Linked DNA regions of Sus scrofa: region 1 is linked to region 2. The links are chromatin contacts, called in public Hi-C maps. All regions are on one chromosome and are shown on one strand. Each heading gives the region's core, a stretch centred on a gene start, on an enhancer-like site or on the middle of the called end of the contact. The rest is flanking DNA. Distances are from core to core; before and after follow the strand shown.

Region 1 (5,957 bases), core at 1,793-4,292, 66 kb after region 2:
TGGTGGTATTGGACAGGAGATCTTCCAACTCAGTTCCCAAAGAACCAGGCAGGTAGGAAACGGAGACAAAAAACACAGCAGCTTTCTTGAGAAGAGGTGAACGGGAGAACTTAAGTTTGTATCTATTATTTAGAAGGGAACAAGCGACAGCAGAAATTAAAAAAAAAAAAAAAATCCCTTTCTTTCAGTTGAGGGTTTTTTGTTTTTGTTTTTGCCTTTTCTAGGGCCGCACCTGCGGCATATAGAGGTTCCCAGGCTAGGGGTCCAATCGGGGCTGTAGCCGCCGGCCTACACCACAGCCCCAGCTCCACTGAGCGAGGCCAGGGATCGAACCCGAAACTTCGTGGTTGCTAGTCGGATTCGTTAACCACTGAACCATGATGGGAACTCCTCAGTGGAGCTTTTAATGCGCCAATTTGGGCTGTGGAGTCAAAGGCTCCTCTTTCAGGCTATGGATCTCCAGATGTAGAAAGAACTGTCCAGAAAATCGTTCCCCACCTGGGCCACCCCACCCAGCATGCTGACTTCAGGTGATGTCTGCAAGCCTCCCAGGGAAACACGGTTTTGCTTCCAGAATGTGGAAGTTCATATGCTTCTACCCTAATCTGTACATTACGGCTGTGAAGAAATAATTGCTAATGTATTCAGGAAATTCAAAAGGCCGGGTCTGCTGCTGTAATTGTATGGCACCCTGTACCAGTCTCCCACGAGGACAGCCCCTGTCTCGGTTTGGCCGAACCTTTCCCACACAAAGATGACAGCCAAAGTGTGGCACTCCGAGAGGAACACGCTCCTGTGCTGGAGGACAAACTTTTTTTTGGGGGGGGTGTCTTTTTTGCATTTTCTAGGGCCACACCCGCAGCATATGGAGGTTCCCAGGCTAGGAGTCTAATCAGAGCTGTAGCCACCAAGCCTATACCACAGCCACAGGCACAGCAACACCAGATCTGAGCCGCATCTGCAACCTACACTACAGCTCATGGCAACATCAGATCCTGAACCCACTGAATGAGGCCAGGGATTGAACCCGCAACCTCACAGTTCCTAGTCAGGTTCGTTAACCACTGAGCCACGACGGGAACTCCAAGATTTCATTACTTTAAAACCCCAGTTGAGGAGTTCCCGCTGTGGTTAAGAACCTGAGGGTGCGTGTTCAATCCCTGGCCTCACTCAGGAGGTTAAGGATCTGGTGTTGCTACAAGCTGCAGAGTAGATCAAAGATGCATCTCAGATCTGGAGTGGCTGTGGCTGTGGCTGTGGTGTAGGTGGCAGCTGCAGTTCCGATTCCACCCCTAGCCTGGGAACTTCCATATGCCACAGGGAGGCCAAACTAACCAACCAACCAACCAAGTTGATGAGAGACCCCTCCCCCTCCCCCGAGTTGAAACACAACGCAGCAGTAAGAAGAAAACAGGGCTGGCTGCTCCTGCACTTCCCACCTGGCTCTGAACACCACTGAATGCCACGCTTCCTTTGGCGACCCCGGACGAGGGACCATAAGTGCCAGTGGGGTTTCCCACGGTTTTGGAGTAAGGGTTTAATTATGGTCATTTCTAACTAGTCCCTGTTGTAATTTTCCACTGTGGTTTACTTAAACCCGTACTTCTGGCCGGAAGGAGACACAAGGAAGCCAGTGCAGAATGAGGTAGGCAGAGTTTTGATTACAGATGGAGAGACTCAGGGCTTTCAAGGGTTATGCCTGGGCTCCCTAGCGGCCCTCAGCTTCTCAGAACTGGCCCTTCGATAAAGCGATTCCCACTGGGGTGGAAATGCCTTAAGTACGTGGCATCATGTGTGAGACCCCTCCTAAACTGGGGTCCCCCCAGTCTGGGGCTCCACGTGGCTGTCATGTCCCTGGGCTGTGAGGCCCCGAAAAGATTTACACGGCTTTTTATTCCGTCGTTGCTGCGATTGTGTGTGTAGCGGGCATTTACTGAACTGAACTTTCACCAAGGCTATTCGGCTTTGCCTTAAAAGAGCTGCTCTGACCGGGAAGTCCTGGGGTCCATCTGGGGAAGGAGCCAGAGCTGAAAGGACGATGGGGTTTCTACTGATGGCTCAGCTTCTCCTTTCCACGCCTCTGCCTTGCAGCCTTTCCTTGAAACCTTCAGATTCACACTGTACCACTTAGAGGTCGCGCTGCGCCCGCCACATGGATGGCTTCGCACCCCCACCCCACCCCACCCCTGCGCTTTACCCTCCTATGATCTTCCTCTTCCACGACCGACGGGGCGGGGGCAAACGACCGCAGAAGGAAGCGAGATCGGGCGCCGCTCTCCGGTCATAGGCTCACTCACCGCATGGCTTTGGGGCCGCAACACTGTCCGCGGAGGGAGACGGGAGGGTTTCAAGACGGCTCACTGAAGAGCAAACCTCCAAAAACTCATCAGTGGATCTGGATCACTGTTTTTGCCTGAGTTAGAAGTCAGAGGGACTAGGAAGCAGGCCTGGGGACTGGAGATGTTTCCAGAATGCCCTTAAAAAAGTGTATGCAATCATGACATTCCATAGGACTTGGCAGCGGGAAGATCCAGGGTGCCCGCGGGCAGAGCAGATGCAAGACCACATTCGGAATAAAAACCTAGAATCCTGGCACGAGGCAGCCCTGGCGCCGGCGGTGTGCCCCTTAATAATATCGATACTATTAAGGGGTTAAGAATACGTCACCCTAGGCCCAAAGCTTCCTTTGTCGCCATGAAGAGGTATCATTTATGACTGTCTCTGAATCCTTCCTGAACCATGGATTTTGAATCCCCACCACCTCTCGAGAGTTCTAGAACTGCACTGCCAACTTTGTACTGCACGGAAGCTGTCCTTACATTTCAAATTTTGTATACTTAGTCAAGTATACAAGGATTTGGCCAGTTTGTTTTATCCTAGCTATCACTTTCGCTAGAAAATGTTCAGAGGAGGAATTCCTTGCAAGATAGATGATGTACATACACAAACCGAGGCAGCCTCCTGAGTGATAAGGAGCTCACACACCCCTCCCGCCCTCTGCAAGAGCCGGGGCATGAAGGCGGCCACATGGATAGCCACAGCAATCCTACTTCATCAGCTATTTTAATTTTTAACTTGTACTGGCTCAGAAGTTCGTAAAGAGCAAAGATCTGTTATCCCAGGCAGCACTTCAACTGGTGTTTAGAAACTTTACAATTCTCTCTTTTAACATCAGGCATTAATGTTTTATCTTCTTTCAAAAATAGCCTTTACTTAAAAGAAATACACAGTGCACTATCTTTTATTTAGAGAGCCCCCCAAGGGGTGCATTTAACCCCATACAATCTGGGGACCTAAAAACACTGTTACTGACAAATTGTTTATGAGGTCAGGGACTGAAAAACAGGGAGTGGAGAAATTACTTTGGTTGATTCTGATTCTAAAGAGGCAAGTCATAAAAAGACTGAGGGGTTAGGCGTTCCCTTCGTGGTTCCCTCAGTGGTTAACAAACCTGACTAGGAACCATGAGGATGCGGGTTGGATCCCTGACCTCGCTCAGTGGGTTAAGGATCCAGCGTTGCCATGAGCTGTGGTGTAGGTCGCAGATGTGGCTCGGATCCCACGTTGCTGTGGCTGTGGTGTAGGCTGGTGGCTGTGGCTCCGACTGGACCCCTAGCCTGGGGACTTCCATATGCTGCGAGTGCGGCCCTAAAAAGCAAAAAAACAAAAAACAGAACGAAAACAAACAAACAAAAAAACACTGAGGGTTTAGAATAAAAACCTATATAGACACTCTTCAAGTTGAGACTTCCAGAAAGGAGAGTCTGAGGGCATCGGACTTGTAAAAAGTTTACAGATTCTGTAATGGTGTATAGACAGGTCACTCACTCAAAGGGCCCAGCTGTTAACACGATGTTTTGTAACAGTCAAGTGAGGAGTTCCCACCGTGGCGCAGTGAGTTAAAAATCCAACTGCAGGGAGTTCCCGTCGTGGCGCAGTGGTTAACGAATCCGACTAGGAACCATGAGGTTGCGGGTTCGGTCCCTGCCCTTGCTCAGTGGGTTAACGATCCGGCGTTGCCGTGAGCTGTGGTGTAGGTCGCAGACGCGGCTTGGATCCCGCGTTGCTGTGGCTCTGGCGTAGGCCGGTGGCTACAGCTCCGATTCAACCCCTAGCCTGGGAACTTCCATATGCCGCGGGAGCGGCCCAAGAAATAGCAACAACAGCAACAACAACAACAACAGACAAAAAGACAAAAGACAAAAGACAAAAAAAAAAAAAAAAAAAAAAAAAATCCAACTGCAGCGGCTTGGGTCACTGTGGAGATGTGGGTGTGATCCCCAGCCCAGTGCAGTGGCTTAAAGGATCTGGTGTTGCCACAGCTGCAGTGTAGGTTGCAAGTGCAGCTTAGATTCAGCCTCTGGCCTGGGGAATTTTCAAATGCCCTGGGTGCAGCCATAACAAAGAAAACAAAACAACAACAACAAACAGAAGAAAGAAAAAAAAAAAAAAGGTCAAGTATCTTGCAGTTGTTTAGAAAACGTTAGTTGCCATTTAAAACCAAATGCCAAGTTTTCCATGTGTCAGGTCTAAGCACGGTACACGACTGTGAAACGAAAACAGACGACAACTAAAGTTGGCTCAATGATTTTTCCATAAAGGAGAACACTTGAAAAGAGTCCACAGGTCCAGGTAGAAGGTACTGGAACAGGACTAGGACACGTCCTCCATCAGACGTGCGAGATGGACAAGTGAGTGGGACGACCCAACCCCCTCACAGGAGTACAGCTGAATGATACACTTCGTGAACGTAGAATTTCTAATGCCCTTTGCGTGACTATGCTGTATTACAGACAGCCATGAAAATACAGATGAAATCGAATCCATCATAGTGCTACCGTAAGATTTTTACTGGATAGGAAAGAACTAGAGAGGGCAGAGAGTCTTTCATTTAAATTCAAAGTGATGCCCCACAGTAAGATGGGCAGAACACTGCGGGGAGGAAGAGGTACCTTCTTCTCATCTTTACTGGTCAAAGAAAGCAATTCAGAAGGCTGCTGCTAAGAGCTGAATCTAAACGGCATGGACCTGGAGTTCCCGCCGTAGCTCAGCGGTTCACAAACCCGACTAGCATCCATGAAGACTTGGGTTCGATCCTTGGCCTTGCTCAGTGGGTTAAGGATCCAGCGTTGCCGTGAGCTGTGGTGAAGGTTGCAGCTGTGGCCTCCATCCCGCGTTGCTGTGGCTGTGGTGTAGGCTGGCAGCTACAGCTCCGATTAGACCCCTAGCCTGGGAACCTCCATATGCTGCAGGCGCAGCCCTAAAAAGACAAAAAGGCAAAATAAGTAAATAAAAGGCCTGGACCTAAATGAGAGGATGGAGGCAGGATGAAGTGGCATTATGCTCAGCCTGAGGCCAACGGGGCACTGAAAAAGGGAAGCTGGTGCCAGCAATGAGTAAGCGCTGATTAGATGCTGGGCGTTCCTCTTTACAGTAACCCTTGAGGGAGAACCATCATCCCACTCACCCCCCTTGTATAACTAAGGAAGACGGCGATTAAGTAACTTTTCCCAGGTCACTGAGGGAGGTGCATTTGAATTTGAACCCAGACATGTCTCTCATATCCTTGTATTTATTACTATTCTGAGCTAATTTTCAGGATACTGATTGGTTGGCAAAGGAGAAAGCAACTTCAAAGATTGGTGAGGACTTAAAAGAAATTATACGTATCTTGGGGGATGTCCTTCTAATCCTTACTCACCTCCCCTGGAGACCCTTCCTGGCCCAACACCATCCGGGCAGCTCAGAGGCATGAGGCTGTTCTCACCTGGCCCACCTTGATCTCCTCCCATTTACAAATGTGAGATGTAGTCTTTCCTGTCTTTGAGCCTAATGACACTTCTGATATCTTACCAAAAACTATGTCCAGACTATGTGAGTCTGGAGCTGAAACTTAATAGACCTCTTTCGAAGAAGAGCTTTGGTCTCTGGAGATGCCCCTCTGGGAATGACCTTCT
Region 2 (5,977 bases), core at 3,417-5,916:
TGCCTCATTTGCAAATATTTTTTCCCATTCAGTGGACAACCAGCAGTTTTTAAAGGAGGTGTGCTTTGGGAGCATGAGAAAGTGCTTTTTTTAGGAGTTCCCATTGTGGCGAAGTGGTTAACAAATCTGACTAGGAACCATGAGGTTGCAGGTTCGATTCCTGGCCTTGCTCAGTGGGTTAAGGATCTGGCCTTACCGTGAGCTGTGGTGTAGTTCAAAGACACAGCTTGGATCCCGCATTGCTGTGGCTGTGGTGTAGGCCGGTGGCTACAGCTCTGATTAGACCCCTGGCCTGGGAACCTCCATATGCCACGGGTGCGGCCCTAAAAAGAAAAAAGACAAAAAAAAAAAAAGAAGAAAGTGCTTTTTTAGAAGACTGTGCTCAGAGCTATAGGAATAAGGAAAGGAACGATTTGTGGAGAGATTATAGAAAAAACTATTTACTTTACTTTTGAGAAGAAAGATTTCACGGAGTTCCCATCATGGCTCAGCAGAAACTAATCTGACTAGCATCCATGCGGATGCAGGTTCAATCCCTGGCCTTGGTCAGTGGGTTAAGGATCTGGCGTTGCCATGAGCTGTGGTGTAGGTTCCAGACACAGCTCAGATCCAGCATTGTTGTGGCTATGGTGTAGGCCTGTGGCTACAACTCTGATTTAACCCCTGGCCCAGGAATCTCCATGTGCTGAGGGTGCAGCCCTAAAAAGACAAAAAAAAAAAAAAAAGAAAGAAAAAAGCAAAGATTTCAGCCTGAAAGGGTAAATTAAAATTTGGGTAAAGTTAGATAGTATTAAAGAGATGATTCATCATCTTTAAATGAGTCTGAGTCTTCAGGTCATAAGCATATTATATCCTCAGGGGCTGAAAGGAGTATTATCTGTAATTGTAGAGCAGTTGTCATTAAGCTCAGAAAAGTCCTACAGAACGGGACAGAAGTCAAAAGATTCATAGGGGGCAAGTCTTTCCTTTTTCAAGATCAAGGAAAAAGTACATTCTGAAAACTCTACATTCCAGTAAACTTGATATCAGTTTTTAGCATAATTCTAAATTGAGCTTTAAGACAGATGATTTTAGTTATTAGGAAAATGAAAATGAAAACCAAAACGAAAATACCGCTATATACTCACTAGACTGGCTAAAATTAAAAAGACTTGACCAAATCAGGTGTTGGCAAGGTTGTAAGGGAACTGGAATTCTCATACACTGCTAGAGGAATGCAGAAAGGTGCAACCACTTTGGAAAATGAAAGTTTCTTAACCAGTAAAACATGCCAGATATTCCCAGCTTTTCCATGCTTAACATGGTTCATTTAAGGGGAATGAAAACATACATCCACATAAGCCTTTGTACACGAATGTATGACTGTATTTATAGTAACTCCAAACTGGAAACACCCTAAATGCTGTCAACAGGTGAATGGGTAAACAAACTGGTGTGTTCATCCAAGGGAAAAATACTGTGCCGTAAAAAGAAACTGTCGGTTCCTATGACATGGATGCATCTCAATCACTATGCTAAGGAAAAGAATTTAGACAAATAGAATATGTTTTATATGTGACGCATTTTATATAAAATTGTAGTTAAGTGCCAACTAGGCAGTAGAGGCAGAAAGCATGTCAGTGGTTGCCTGGGCATGGGGAGAGGAAGAGCTGGGTTGGAAGGGTGGTTGTGGTGGATATACTTATTATCTCGTTGGAGGTGAGGTTTTGTTGAGTGTATGTCTGTATCATAACTCATCAAATTGTGTGTGTAAATATGTGCAGTCTCTATATCAGATATACCTGACTAATGTTACAGTTTTTAAGTGGTGGGTTTGTGCTCATAAAATAAAAGGTGATAGTTGTAAGGAGCGCGGGGGTATAAGACATGAAGAGCAGGTCCTGTCAAACTAAGTTCACTGCGGAGAGGAGGGAGGTCTGCTAGACTGGGAGCTAAACGGGCTGCCTTGAATATATTTTTATTTTTATTTTTTATTTATTTACGTATTTTTGTCTTTTTAGGGCTGCACCCACAACATATGGAGGTTCCCAGGCTAGGGGGCAAATCAGAGCTGTAGCCGCTGGCCTACACCACAGCCAACACCTGATCCAAGCCACTTCTGTGACCTACACCAGAGCTCACAGCAACGCTGGATCCTTAACCCATGGAGCAAGGCCAGGGATCAAACCTGTGTCCTCATGGATGCTTGTCAGATTCGTTTCTGCTAAGCCACGATGGGAACTTGTGTATTTTTATTTTTGTATGCACCATATTTAATGATCCTCTGTGATAAATATGAAATGAGTTAATTGGTTTTGGAAGTAGTTTAGCACCCCCACTTAATATTTATCACCATGGTGTATCTGGCCTGGTCATTTAGTATTCTGAGTATTATACTTTAAGAGGAATATTGACTAATAACTAAAGTACATTGTAAAAAGAATGCGCGAGAGGACACCTAAGACAATACAGAGAATCAGATTATTCAAAATTAGGCATATCAGAGATCTTTTGCAGTGTTAAGCTTTACTAGTAATTTCAAAGATACAGCATTCAAGCTTCCTAGATCCTGAGCACTGCTCCTCAAGGCCTTCTGTTCCACAATTGATGTGCCTTTTGGTCCAGGGTATTGGAGGAGGTCTCCGAAGTGAGATGTGCAGGTTATACATAGCAGGGACAATTTAGGTCATGAAATGTCTCCCTTTTATACCCAGGTGGTTCTGTGGCTTACCTCACAGTTTCCAGGGAGCCACGGTCCGTAAGTTCATAGATCCCATCTAGGTTTATTGACCTTGCATATCCTGCTCACAACAACATTCCGTAGGTAAGAACACTTCCCTGTAGCAGAAATAGATCTCTTTCTCTTTGCCAGCATTACAGCTGTCTTCAGAAATATGCAGGTCTGTTCATTGGGAAGGTGAGCTAGACTTGTTCTATATGGTTTAGGAGGGCAGAACTGGTTCCAGAGGGTAGACGTGATAAGGCTGCAGATTACAGCTTGCTGTATAAAACCCTTTCTGACAACAGCCGCATGTATGTGCTGTGTCTGCACAAAGGACAACGATCCCCTGTTGCTTAGATGTGTACTTCTCATCAGGGTGCAGGAAGGAGGAGCATCTGCTGTTCGTGGAGGTTGCATTTGGTGGCTTTCCGCTTCCCAGCCATCCCTCATGGTTTGTCTCTAGCAGAGTAGCACCGTTGTCCATTTATGGTCTTCAGTGCTACGATCTTTACTGACTCACTAGGAAAGGAAAGATTGTTATTTTTCAGAACTCTTTAATTCTGCATACTGATTTATTTGAAATCTTTTTTTTCTCTTGATTTTCTCAAGCCATTTGTGATTTCTTTATTTTTTTCTCAGTTTAAAATCCTTAATGTACCCATGTCTTCCCAACTTGCTGCAAATCATTGGAACCAACAACAGGCAGAACAAGAAGAGAGGATGAGAATGAAAAAACTCACACTAGATATCAATGAACGGCAAGAACAAGAAGATTATCAAGGTATCAAATCGTTTCCAGGACAGAAGTGGAAAATTGTGATGCTGTTTGGTTTTTGTTATTCTCTGCCTTTTCATGTCATGTTTGTGTATATTTAGCTTGAGAAATTGTGTTTTTTTGTTGTTTTTTTTTTTTTTTTTTTGTCTTTTTGTTTTGTCTTTTTGTTGTTGTTGTTGTTGCTATTTCTTGGGCCACTCCCGCGGCATATGGAGGTTCCCAGGCTAGGGGTTGAATCGGAGCTGCAGCCACCGGCCTACACCAGAGGCACAGCAACGCAGGATCCAAGCCGCGTCTGCAACCTACACCACAGCTCACGGCAACACCGGATCGTTAACCCACTGAGCAAGGGGGGGGACCGAACCCGCAACCTCATGGTTCCTAGTCGGATTCGTTAACCACTGCACCACGACGGGAACTCCGAGAAATTGTTTTTTATATTCCATTCTGTCTTCATTTTTCTCTCACTTATTTGTAAAATAACACTAATTAATTTTTGTTGTATTTTATTTCCTCCATGGTTCCATTAGATTCTATACTGTTAGAGCTATGTTTGCAGGTGAGGTAGTATCGAGTTTTAATTGCCTCATGTTGCCAGTCAATTGTGAGCAAATTGTTATTCAACAAGAATCATCTCATTTTGTGTGCTTGAGAATCCTGATGGCATAGACCCCATGTTGCTTCAGTTTTGAGGGCATCAAGTTAAGATTCCAGTTTTATGTAGACATACCCAGCCCACTTGGATTAACCGGAACTTGGACTGTAGAGTCCCTGGACACCTTTTAAGCCAGCCTTTTGTTATTCCTCCGGAATCCAGATTTTAGAGCCGTAGTGTGATTATTTCTACAGTGCTGTATAGTCAGACTACTGTTTGTGCAAGAGCTTGTTGTGTAAATAAATATTTGTTTTTTTAATCTTTAAATCCCACTTCTGGAATCTTCCCTTCCAGTTGATAAACCACTGTTCTTAATAATAAATAACAGTAGCTGCTTCTCACTGTAAGTGCTTACTATAGCTGGATGTTTCTGTACTTAGTCACAGCATCTAATCCTCAACAGTTCCATGAGATAAGTGCTTATTATTACTCCCGTTTTGCATTTGGGGAAACTGAACCGAACCTCCCCTAGCTAATCAGTGGCAGAGCTGGGATTTGAGCCAACATTGTCTTACTCCAAATAGCATGCTCATAGCTGTTGTGCTGGACTGCTTCTTACACTGCTTCACTGCCTCACTCGATGGACTCTTAGGTAGTGGCCACGGTAACTGGAAGGGCAACATTGGACATTAAATGACATTCAAGAGCATATCTTACTCTTCGGGTACTTCTTAAGCATTTTAGTCTGTGTAATACTTACTTTTCTTCGGTCACCTACTAGACAGAACTACTAAACCTCATCTCCCTAGGGTTTTGTGTGCTTCTTGTCGGGGGTGGGAGTATGTACCAACACTAAACGCCTTTTCTGTTTTGCTCCTGATCCAGAGATGCTGCAGTCTCTTGCACAGCGCCCGGCTCCAGCAAACACCAATCGGGAGCGGCGGCCTCGTTACCAACATCCAAAGGGAGCGCCTAACGCGGATCTAATCTTTAAGACTGGTGGGAGGTAGGATGGTCTCTCTTATCTCTGCCTCAGCTCTTCGTTTTTCATGGTGTCCACGTGAACAAGTTAGATAGTTCGGATTATTTTAAGGATAAAGGCCTAATTATTAGCAGAAGAGAAAAATCTTTGAGTTGTAGATATTTGAGGAAAGAAAGCCTATTTATAGAATTGTTAAAGTTTTGTGGAGTTTTGGGGGGTTTTTTTGGTTTTTAAATCTTGATTTCAGCCACACCACTCTCAGCTTTTGCTTTCTCCGATTGGACTACTACAGCTTTAAAATTTTCTCTTTTGCATTTATAGAGAAGACTAGTCATAGATTAGTGTGAGAGAAGTCATAGACTTTTCATTAGAATCTCTCAAGCCACTGTTAAATAAGCCTGATGTTTACGAAAACTCAAAACCTGTTTGCTAGACTTTGAAGCCTACAGGTTGAGTTTGTTTTGTTTGCTTTGAAATTATAAAATGTTTGCTGGGATCCATGGCTATTCTTCTTAAACCTGAGTTGCTTAATGTGAGATAATTAAAAATGTAAGGAATTTCATATAGAAGGTATCCTCTAATAAGACCTCACTCATCTTTTTTTAAGGAATAAAATTGTTCAAAGTTTTCCTGGGATCTGGTCTAAAGACTCGTACCCATCAACTCTGTTTTCTGTCTCGTGTTTGGGTTATTATCAAAAGTGACATGGGCTTTGCTGCTCTTATGGGCCTCCCTGGGGGCATTAGTGTTGAGACTGAAGCTGCTCACCGCCTCAGATGTCCTCTTGTTGTTGGAGACAGGCAAGCAGGTGTAGAAGACAGGTGCCAGGGCAGCAGAAGTGGTCCCTGTTGAGAGTAGTAGCTTTGGGGGAAATGCAGAGGGTAGAGCCTTTGTGTCTCTCACTCAGTAAATATGTTTGTGTGC

Evidence for each region. A called contact is a pair of places that touch in the nucleus more often than the background predicts.
Region 1: a Hi-C map of liver shows a contact between it and region 2, with 3 times the contacts expected there. The contact joins two enhancer-like sites. A contact is called at or near these places in 3 of 47 Hi-C or Micro-C datasets (embryonic fibroblasts, epiblast stem cells and liver).

Annotation. Positions count from the first base shown.
Region 1 is chr10:60,049,774-60,055,730 of Sscrofa11.1, forward strand. The region is part of intron 2 of PROSER2 (proline and serine-rich protein 2); the gene reads right to left. Among named protein-coding and RNA genes, the nearest start is that of PROSER2, 25 kb to the right of the region's middle. Within about 2 kb of position 3,043, at least 5 of the 83 cell types and tissues checked have an H3K27ac peak or open chromatin away from gene starts, as enhancers often do. A contact at or near this core is called in liver, where this site is marked.
Region 2 is chr10:59,981,890-59,987,866 of Sscrofa11.1, forward strand. UPF2 (regulator of nonsense transcripts 2) reads left to right here. Exons shown (of 24, transcript XM_021064994.1): 22 at 3,341-3,482; 23 at 4,957-5,077. Among named protein-coding and RNA genes, the nearest start is that of UPF2, 92 kb to the left of the region's middle. Within about 2 kb of position 4,667, at least 12 of the 83 cell types and tissues checked have an H3K27ac peak or open chromatin away from gene starts, as enhancers often do. A contact at or near this core is called in liver, where this site is marked.